Linked DNA regions of Sus scrofa: region 2 is linked to region 1. Evidence: chromatin contacts called from public Hi-C data. All regions are on one chromosome and are shown on one strand. The core of a region is the stretch at or near the end of the contact, and the rest is flanking DNA. Distances in the headings are between cores, read along the strand shown. Region 1 has its middle 16 kb from the start of RGS13. Region 2 overlaps LOC102166310 (a long non-coding RNA gene).

Evidence for each region. Hi-C and Micro-C count contacts between places; a contact is called where the count stands out from the background.
Region 2: a Hi-C map of subcutaneous adipose tissue shows a contact between it and region 1, with 3 times the contacts expected there. The contact joins two enhancer-like sites. A contact is called at or near these places in 1 of 5 promoter capture datasets (liver), 23 of 47 Hi-C or Micro-C datasets (alveolar macrophages, blood, brain and 11 more) and 2 of 2 datasets of contacts at active chromatin or transcription factors (alveolar macrophages and skeletal muscle).

What each region holds. Positions count from the first base shown.
Region 1 is chr10:1,095,755-1,100,038 of Sscrofa11.1, forward strand. No RefSeq gene overlaps it. Among named protein-coding and RNA genes, the nearest start is that of RGS13, 16 kb to the left of the region's middle. Within about 2 kb of position 1,792, at least 8 of the 83 cell types and tissues checked have an H3K27ac peak or open chromatin away from gene starts, as enhancers often do. A contact at or near this core is called in retroperitoneal adipose tissue and subcutaneous adipose tissue, where this site is marked.
Region 2 is chr10:1,234,707-1,239,299 of Sscrofa11.1, forward strand. All of the region lies in intron 5 of LOC102166310 (a long non-coding RNA gene), which reads left to right. Among named protein-coding and RNA genes, the nearest start is that of RGS1, 85 kb to the left of the region's middle. Within about 2 kb of position 1,880, at least 19 of the 83 cell types and tissues checked have an H3K27ac peak or open chromatin away from gene starts, as enhancers often do. A contact at or near this core is called in retroperitoneal adipose tissue and subcutaneous adipose tissue, where this site is marked.

The DNA of each region.
Region 1 (4,284 bases), core at 542-3,041:
ACCTCTTATTTTCCCGAGCTTAGAGTATAACGGACAGGAAGAAAAATAATCAAGTTACTGTATAATAAAAGAGAACATAATACATGTGATAGAAGAGGTACAGTATAGAGAGAGTATAGGAGTAAGAAATTGTCTGATTGGTGATAGAAATATAATGGGAGGAGTGGTCTTGGGACAATTCTTGAAAAATGGGTGGCACTTGACGATGGGTGCTGACATGGTCTCTGCCTTTAGGAACGGCCCAGACTCCTTGGCAGAGTTGAGTATCGAGTGAACGTCAGTTGGCTAGAGTACCATGGACTGGAGAAATCCGTTTCTGATGCAGCATTATTAGCTGAAATATGGAAGCAACCTAAGTGTCCATGGGTAAACAAAACATGGAATATAGGCCCGCAGACAGTGGACTACCGCACGGCCGGAGAAAGACTGAACTCTTACCGTCTATGACAACATGGATGGACCTGGAGGGTTTTATGCCAAGTGAACTAAGTCGGATAAAGACAAATAACTACATGATTTCACTTCTGTGTAGCATCTACAATTCAAAACGAATGAACAAACATAAAGCAGAAACAGACTCACCGATACAGAGAACAAACTTGTGGTGGCCACAGGAGAGGGTGGTGATGGGATGAGAGAAATCGTTGACGGGGATCAAGAGGAACAGGCTGCCGGTTATGAAAGAAGGAAGTCCCAGGGACGTAAGAGGCAGAACAGGGAATGTACTCAGTAAGATCGCAACGACTTTGTGTGTGGTGACCGGTGGTTACCAGGTCGATAGTGGTGATCGATTGTAATGCATTAAAAACATCAATCAGGAGTTCCCGTCATGGCGCAGTGGTTAACGAATCCGACTAGGAACCATGAGGTTGCGGGTTCGGTCCCTGCCCTTGCTCAGTGGCTTAAGGACCTGGCGTTGCCGTGAGCTGTGGTGTAGGTTGCAGACTCGGCTTGGATCCCGCGTTGCTGTGGCTCTGGCGTAGGCCGGTGGCTACAGCTCCGATTCAACCCCTAGCCTGGGAACCTCCATATGCCGCGGAAGCGGCCCAAGAAATAGCAAAAAAGACAAAAAAATAAAAATAAAAAATAAAAAAAATAAAAACATCAGTCACTGTGTTGTGCACCTGCCACGAATGGCCCCTTGGAAGTCGACTATGCTCCATTTTAAAAAAGAAATCGTTATGCAAGATGGTGCGGAAACGGTAGTGTGGGACGTTGTGCCTTTCTAGGGGAAACAGTAAAAAACTTCCAGTGTGGGTGGCTGGCAGCCCAGGAGCCTGGGATTTAGATTGTATAGATCTGACTCTTAAAAGTTTGTTCCAGAGTTCCTGTCATGGCTCAGTGGTTAATGAACCCAGCTAGTATCTGTGAGGATGCAGTTTCACTCCCTGGCCTTGCTCAGAGGGTTAAGGAACTGGTGTTGCCATGAGCTGTGCTATAGTTTGCAGATGTGGCTTGGATCCCGCGTTGCTGTGGCTGTGGTGTAGGCTGGAAGCTACAGCTCTGATTCGACCTCTAACCTGGGAACCTCTATATGCCTCAGGTGTGGCCCTAAAAATACAAAAGACAAAAAAAAAAAAAAAGCCCAAAAAACAGAACAAAACAAAAACCCAAAAGCAAAAGTTGTTTCTATACAGCATTGTAAATCAACTATATGCCAATAAAAATTTTAAAAATTGTTCTGAAAAAGGATGCAGAGGGCATTTTAGAGCCAGCTAGGAAGCTCGGTTAACGTGCGCTCCAGCTCAGTGACTCAGTCCTCACGGGCACTGAGAATGCTGGTATGGACTCCAGGATGTCAGCAGCACACTTCTCGTCAGACCTGGCAGAGAAGAATCCAGAAACATGTGGCTTGAATTATATTGAAATCACGTCAGAGACTCTGAATAATTAAAACCACTTTAAAGGGAAGTTTGATTTCCCTCTCGCAATGCTCGTATGCTCTCGCCCAGGAACATTTTTTGAGTTAAAATTATGTTTCATTTTCCATTTAAGATTTGTTATGGTAAATAGCCCTTTCTCAAATGACAGTATCTTGAACGTAAAATATAGTGGGTGCTGTCTAAATATTGGTCAGCCCCAGTGTGGGATCAGCTAGCTTTTCCTTAGATGAAGATTGCAAAACTATTAGGTTAGAAACAGTAAAATGTTTCCATGGCGTGGATGGCCACAGATCCGCCGTGTGTGTGTGTGTGTGTGTGTGTGTGTGTGTGTGTGTGTGTGTGTGTGTTGCTAATAGAAGGACATGGCATGGATGGTAAAGATGTTAGTTAAGTGTCCCATGGCAACAGTTTTCTTTTCCAGCCCTAAGCTTCTCCATTCATCCCCCAGGTCTATAGCTCTGCGTTGCTGGCTAGGAAAATAAAAATCACATAGAGACATAGTTTATTAAAGATGACCAACATGTTTTTATTATTTTCAACAGCTTTATTGAGAACTAATTTATATGCTATACAAATCATTCATTTCAATCGTAAAAATCAGTGATTTTTAGTAAATATGTAGAGTTACGAAACCAATAACATATCCATGACTCCCAAAAGATCATGTGTGCATTGCTCTCTCTTCCCAGCCCCTGGCAACCACGGGTCTACTTTCAGTCTCTATAGGTTTATCTTTTTTTCTTTTTTTTTGGTCTTTTTAGGGCTGCATCCATGGCATATGGAAGTTCCCAGGCTAGGGGTTGAATCGGAGCTGTAGCTGCCAGCCTACACCACAGCCACAGCAACGAGAGATCTGAGCCACATCTGTGACCTACGCTACCACTCATGGCAACGCCGGATCCGTAACCCACTGAGTGAGGCCAGGGATCCAACCTGCGTCCTCATAGATGCTAGTTAGATTCACGTTTCCGCTGAGCCCCAACGGGAATGCCCTAGTTTTTTGTTTGTTTGTTTGTTTGAAGTAAAGCATGTTTCCTGTATTTTAAAAATATGGTAACTCAGGAAGTTGAGATTAACATTCTTTTGTAAGTGAATCGTAAAATTCAAGGTTTCATCCTGTAGAGAGGCCAGATACTGAACTAAATAAAAAAGGACACAAGCGGTTCATATAGAGTTGAAGACATGAAACAAATGAATTAGACACCAAGACATTCACCTGAAATTTCTAGTTCACTTCGATTGAATAATGTGATAATCCCTTTTTGTTTTTCAGCGAGGAAAAAAATATTTATTAGGATAATTTTAAGTTTGTCCTGAGTGTAGTTGATCTTGATTTTATTTTACTTAAAAAATGTTCGCATTAAAGTATAGTTGATTTACAGTGTTGAGTCAATTTCTGCTAAACAACGTAGTGACCCAGTTATACATATGTACATATGTATACACATTCTTTTTCTCATAAATGTCGGCTGTGTTGGCAGAGGTATTTTCCTGAGTTGGAAGAACACATCATGCCCATTGCACTGACTTCTGTCCTGGCCTCAGGTGTGAGTGCAGAGAGCTTGCTGGGCATGTACCTGGAATTCAAGGCTGCCAGAGTCACATTGGACTCTGCACGTGGGTTATTCAGGCAGAGTGGGACCAGTGCCCTCTGTGGTCAGTGCTTATGGAGGCTCTCCTTTGTCAGACTGAACTGTGTTTCATTGCCATTAGACGTCTTGGTCATGTTTCTATATGGAAGTGCTTTGTCCAGTGCATTTGTTTGCCAGAGCCACTGTAACAGACAGCTGCAAACTGAGTGGCTCAAACAACAGGGATTTATTGTCTCACAGTCTGGAGGCTGGAAGTCCAAGATCAAGGTGTCAGGGGTGCTGGTTCCTTCTCAGGGTTTTGGGGGAGAACCTGTCCCATGATTCTCTCACAGCTTCCAGTGGTTTGCTAGAAATGTCTGCTATTCTTTGGCTCATAGAAGCATCACCCCAGTCTCTGCCTTGATCCTCCCAGTGTGTCCCCCGTGCATGCCTCTCTGTGTCCATTGCCCTTTTTTTTTTTGTCCCACCTTACTCCAGTCTGATTTTATCTGAACTGACTGCATCTGCAACAAGCCTATTTTCAAATAAAATCACCTTCTGTGCTCCTGGAGGGTTAGGATTTCAACCTATGAAACTTTGGTGGACAGAATTCAAGATGTAATATCTATAATGACCATCAACAACAAGCACATGGCACAGAATATGCCACTCTGTTCTGCCAAGCGCTTGCAAACATTAACTCATTTAATCCCCATAAAACCCTAGGACATGGTTTCTATTATTATCCCTTCTCTATAGGTTAAAAAACTGAAGCACAGGGAGTTCCCGTCGTGGCGCAGTGGTTGACGAATCCGACTAGGAACCATGAG
Region 2 (4,593 bases), core at 630-3,129, 140 kb after region 1:
TTCTGCCACCTTGCTTGCCAGCGGCAGCCAAGCTGAGGACGAAACACGATTCCCACCCAGAGCCCTTTGCTGCTGGGAGTTGGGGCGATGGAGCCTCTGGCCACAGTGGACCGGAAGAAGCACAGGCAGGGGGTGGCTGTGGGGCAGGGGGCTGCGTCGTCACACACGACCTGCTTTCCGTCCTCTCCCACCCCCACCCCCACCCAGAGGGGCATGGTTTTGTTTCTCCCTTTTGTAGAAGAGGAGTAGAGGCACCAGCCACTGAAACAACACACTGGAGACTCAGAAAGGGGCACTTGCCCTTTCATTCCAAAGCCCAGACATCCCCTGTGCAGAGACTCACACCAGGTCAGTGTTAACTCACTGTTAGAATGATGTGGAAACACTGCCGCCTGCAAATACGTTTCTCTTCATGCTTTTGTCAGGATGAGACCCACATCCAGAGAGAAGTGAGTTGAAGGTGCTCTCCCATTGTCTCCTGAGTGAGCTGGCTTCCTAGGCTGTGGATAGAAAGAAAGTTAAATTCAGAGAAAACTCTAATCCAAAATGATACATGCACCCCGTGTTCATTGCAGCACCATGTACAGTAATAGTCAAGACATGGCAGCAACCTAAATGTCCATTGACAGAGCGATGGATAAGAAGATGCAGTTCATATATGCACTGGAAATTACTCAGCCACAAAAATGAAAAAATGTCATTTGCAGCAACATGGATGGACCTAGAGATTATCATATGGAGTGAAGTCAGAAGAGAAGACAAATACCATATGATATGGCTTATATGTGGAATCTATTGAAAATGATATACGAGAACTTAGTGAAAAACAGAGACAGGCATTCCTGTCATGGCTCAGAGGAAACAAATAAGACTAGTATCCACCAGGACGCAGGTTCGATTCCTGGCCTCGCTCAGTGGGTTAAGAATCCAGTGTTGCCATGAGCTGTGGTGTAGGTCGCAGACACAGATGGGATCTGGTGTTGCTGTGACTGTGGTGTAGGCCGGTGGCTGCAGCTTGGTTTCAGCCCCTAGCCTGGGAACCTCCATGTGCTGTTGGTTCAGCCCTAGAAAGACAAAAACAAATAAAACCAGAAACAAACTTCGATTTCAAAATGGAACTTACGGTTTCCGTAGGTGAACCCATTGGGGAGGAAGAATTGGGAGGGTAGAAATAACACATACACTCGACTATATACAGTAGATGAGCAACAGAACCTACCATATAGCACAGGAAAATCTACTCAATAGTTTGTAATAACCTATAGGGGAAGAAAGAATGGATATATTTATATGTATGACTGATCCAGGGTGCTGTGCACTTGAAACTCATACATGTAGTGTAAGTTAACTACACTCCAGTAAAGTTACATTTTTTTTTTTTTTTTTCAGGGCAGCACCTGAGGCATATGGAGGTTCCCAGGCTAGGGGTCCAATCCAAGCTGTAGCCGCCGGCCTAAGCCACAGCCACAGCAACGTGGGATCTGAGCCACGTCGCCGGATCCTTAACCCACTGAGCGAGGCCAGGGATCGAACCGCAACCCCATGGTTTCTAGTCGGATTCATTAACCACTGCCCCATGACGGGAACTCCACCTTTTTTTTTTTTAATATGTAAAATCAAAATGCAAGCCTCCGTTGCGCTCATGTTCTTGCCGGACAAGCGAAAGTGAGAGTGACACGTGTGAGTTTGCCCAGCAGAGGGCGCCCGAGGCCTCGCAGGCGCGGAAGGGCGAGCAGGTGGCGGATGTCGGGAGTGGAGCGGGCATCTGCTCAGGGCAGAGGCTGCGGATGGAGGCGAGGAAGATGGCAGAGCGCTAGGTGCTGCTCCCAACTGTCCAGCCAGGCTCACCAGCCTCGCCTCCCCTCCCCTGCTCACCGGACATGTGCTCAGCTTCGAGGTGGACGTGGTGCACATCAGGCCAGCCTGACTGCACAGCTCTAGGCCCAGAGGGACTGAAGGTACAACGAAACGTTTTATGCCGACTTTGGAGACAGTCACATCTTGACAGGCTTTAGGGAAACGCTCATGATCCCTGTGGATGGGTCTGGGATGGGGCTGGGGTCCGCGTCTCATCTCTTCGGAGGCGCAGTTGTTCGTGTGTGGGTGTACACGTATTTTTTCAAGGCTGGTTGAAAATGTTGGCTTTGTCTTCATGGAGGGTATTAGAAGCACTTGTAAACTAATGCTACCCCCTGGTGGTTGTAATTTAATGCATGCGCACGGACGGAGTGGGATTAGAAGGGCACGTTTTAAAAATTCCCTGGCCTGAGTCTAAGCTCCTCTCGTGTGGGTCATTAGCTAAAATGGATAGTGCTGTGCTCTTCTGGCGAAACTCGAGAGAGAAGGCTCCGGGGTTGTAATGTCACGTAGAATAAGTCGTGAGTTCCTGATGTCAGTTTTCTGGATTAGATAGAAAAAGCGAGTTTGAATTTTCAGAGCTGGAGATTTAAAAGTGTCGGCATCAAGGATGTGATACTTGCAGGCAAATTAATTCTTGCCTTTTTGAAAGGTGCCTGGCATTTTTTCAAAGGGAGTCTCTATAAAAGAGCTCAAGTGCCCTCAAGTGGCCAAAGTCTAAACTACATTTTAGTGAAAATAGCATTTCTGTGAACAAGAGGAATAGGGAGGAAAGAACCCTGGGAGTCCAGGATTTTTACTTCACGGTATTAGGAGCTGCAGTCTGAAAAGCAGGTGTGGATGCCATGAGCTGTGTCTTTTATCTGAAATTGCCTGCAAAAATTGGTGCTGAATTATCTCCATCCGCAGACCTCAGGGCCCCTAGGGATGTCTGTCCCCTTAGAAGGTCCTTATTTTAGGTCATGTTGCCTTGTAACCCGGACTGGCTTCCTCAGACTCACTTCCCATGGGCATGCACAAGGATGATAGCTTCTGAAAAATAATCACATCTTTTTGTACTAGTCTTTATCTGCTTATCATGAGGATGATGCATTGATTTGTCCAACAAATGTTAACTTAGGAGCTATTTTGTGCCAGCATCGCTCTGGCCGTGGGGATTACAGTGGTCAGCTAGACAAGCTCTCGCCTGCAGGGATGTGTGTGCGGTGTGTGTGGAGAGACGACAAACCAGACCCCCATGCCGCCCAGCCCAGCATCACCCCTTCATGATCAAGAGTCAATGCAGATCACCTGGCTGCTCCGGGTGGGCTGGGGGTGGGGGCCACAAACGTGCAGGTGTGACAGCGTCTTGTGGGTGTGCTGGCGTCTTTGGCAGGATTGTCAGGGATGGGCTGAGTGCCTGCAGAGGCAAGATATGGAAGGACAACAGTCAGCTGCACGGAGCATAGGGGAAGAATCATCAGGTCGAGAGAGCGAGAGAGACAGAGAGAGAGAGCGAGAGCGAGAGCGCGAGAGCAGGAGGGGACGAGCCGAGCAGGTTTACAGGCGAAGGGGAGACAAGCTGATGGCCAGTGAGGACCATGGCCAGGGGATCAAGAGGAGGCAGCGGGAACCAGCCCTCTCCGCCCGCACTTTACTGGAAGCTCCGTGGGAAGCCCCTGGAGGTTGTTAGCAAGCGGGATGTGGGCGGGTCAGACGGGTCAGGGACGAGAGGTTGGACAGGCCGGAGGAGAAACTGAGGTCCGTGGGGAATGCTGGCCACAGGCCAGGCGACAGGAGATGCTGGTGGTAGAGTTGCAGGTGTAGAGACATGCACGGGTTCCAGAGAAGTATTCGAAGGCGGGTCTTGTCGATGACCTGGGTGAGAGGCTTAACCAGCCCTGAAATATTGGTCTTCAGGCACTGGGAGAGGGTGGCGCAGTTTATTGTGATGGCAGAGAAGCGGAAGTGGGCATGTGAGGTGGGAAAGCGCTTGCTGGGCTTCTTGGCTTTGAGATGCCGGTGGTGGCTGTATGCTCATGTGTCAATGGACACACTCTAGGAATTTAGAGCTCAGAGCAGAATTGGGAATTGGGCTCTCCATGTGGCCCTCCTGATCTAACCATGTGCATTATTGAAAGCCGTGGAAATGAATGAAATTAGCTCTATCTAATTATGAAATTAGCTCTATCTAAGAGGTTAGAAAAACTAACACAAAGAAGCTGACTTGAACCTGGGGAGGTCTAGCTTCCTGAGATCAGGTAGATGCAGTGAAGCCATCAAAGGTGAGTCTGAGGTGAGATACAGGGAAACGCAGTAGGGTCTGGGGTTGCAGAAATAAAGGATGGGGTTTCAGGGGTCCTGGAGGTAAGTGTCATCAGACTGGCTGGGGTGGGAGCTGTGACTGTTTACCTGGAGTTGTTAACTCTCGGCGTTGTCTGCACAGTGCAGGGTTCCCAGAGCTGTTGCTGCTCATGAACTGCTCCTCTAGGAACCCGTGACTCCCTGTGTTTGACTGTCTCTCCAATCTTGGGGCATAGTTTGCCCTGTGTCCTCATGTCTCTCATGGGTTCTAGAAGAGCTGTTGGTTTTACAGTCTGTTCAGCTTTTGACTTGTGTTAGTTTCCGATACAGCAAAGTGATCAGTTATCGATATATATAATATATGTATTTTAGATATATATATAAAACATGCATATTCTTTTTCATGTTTTTCTCTCTCTCTCTTTTTTTTTTTTTTTTTTTTTGCTTTTTAGG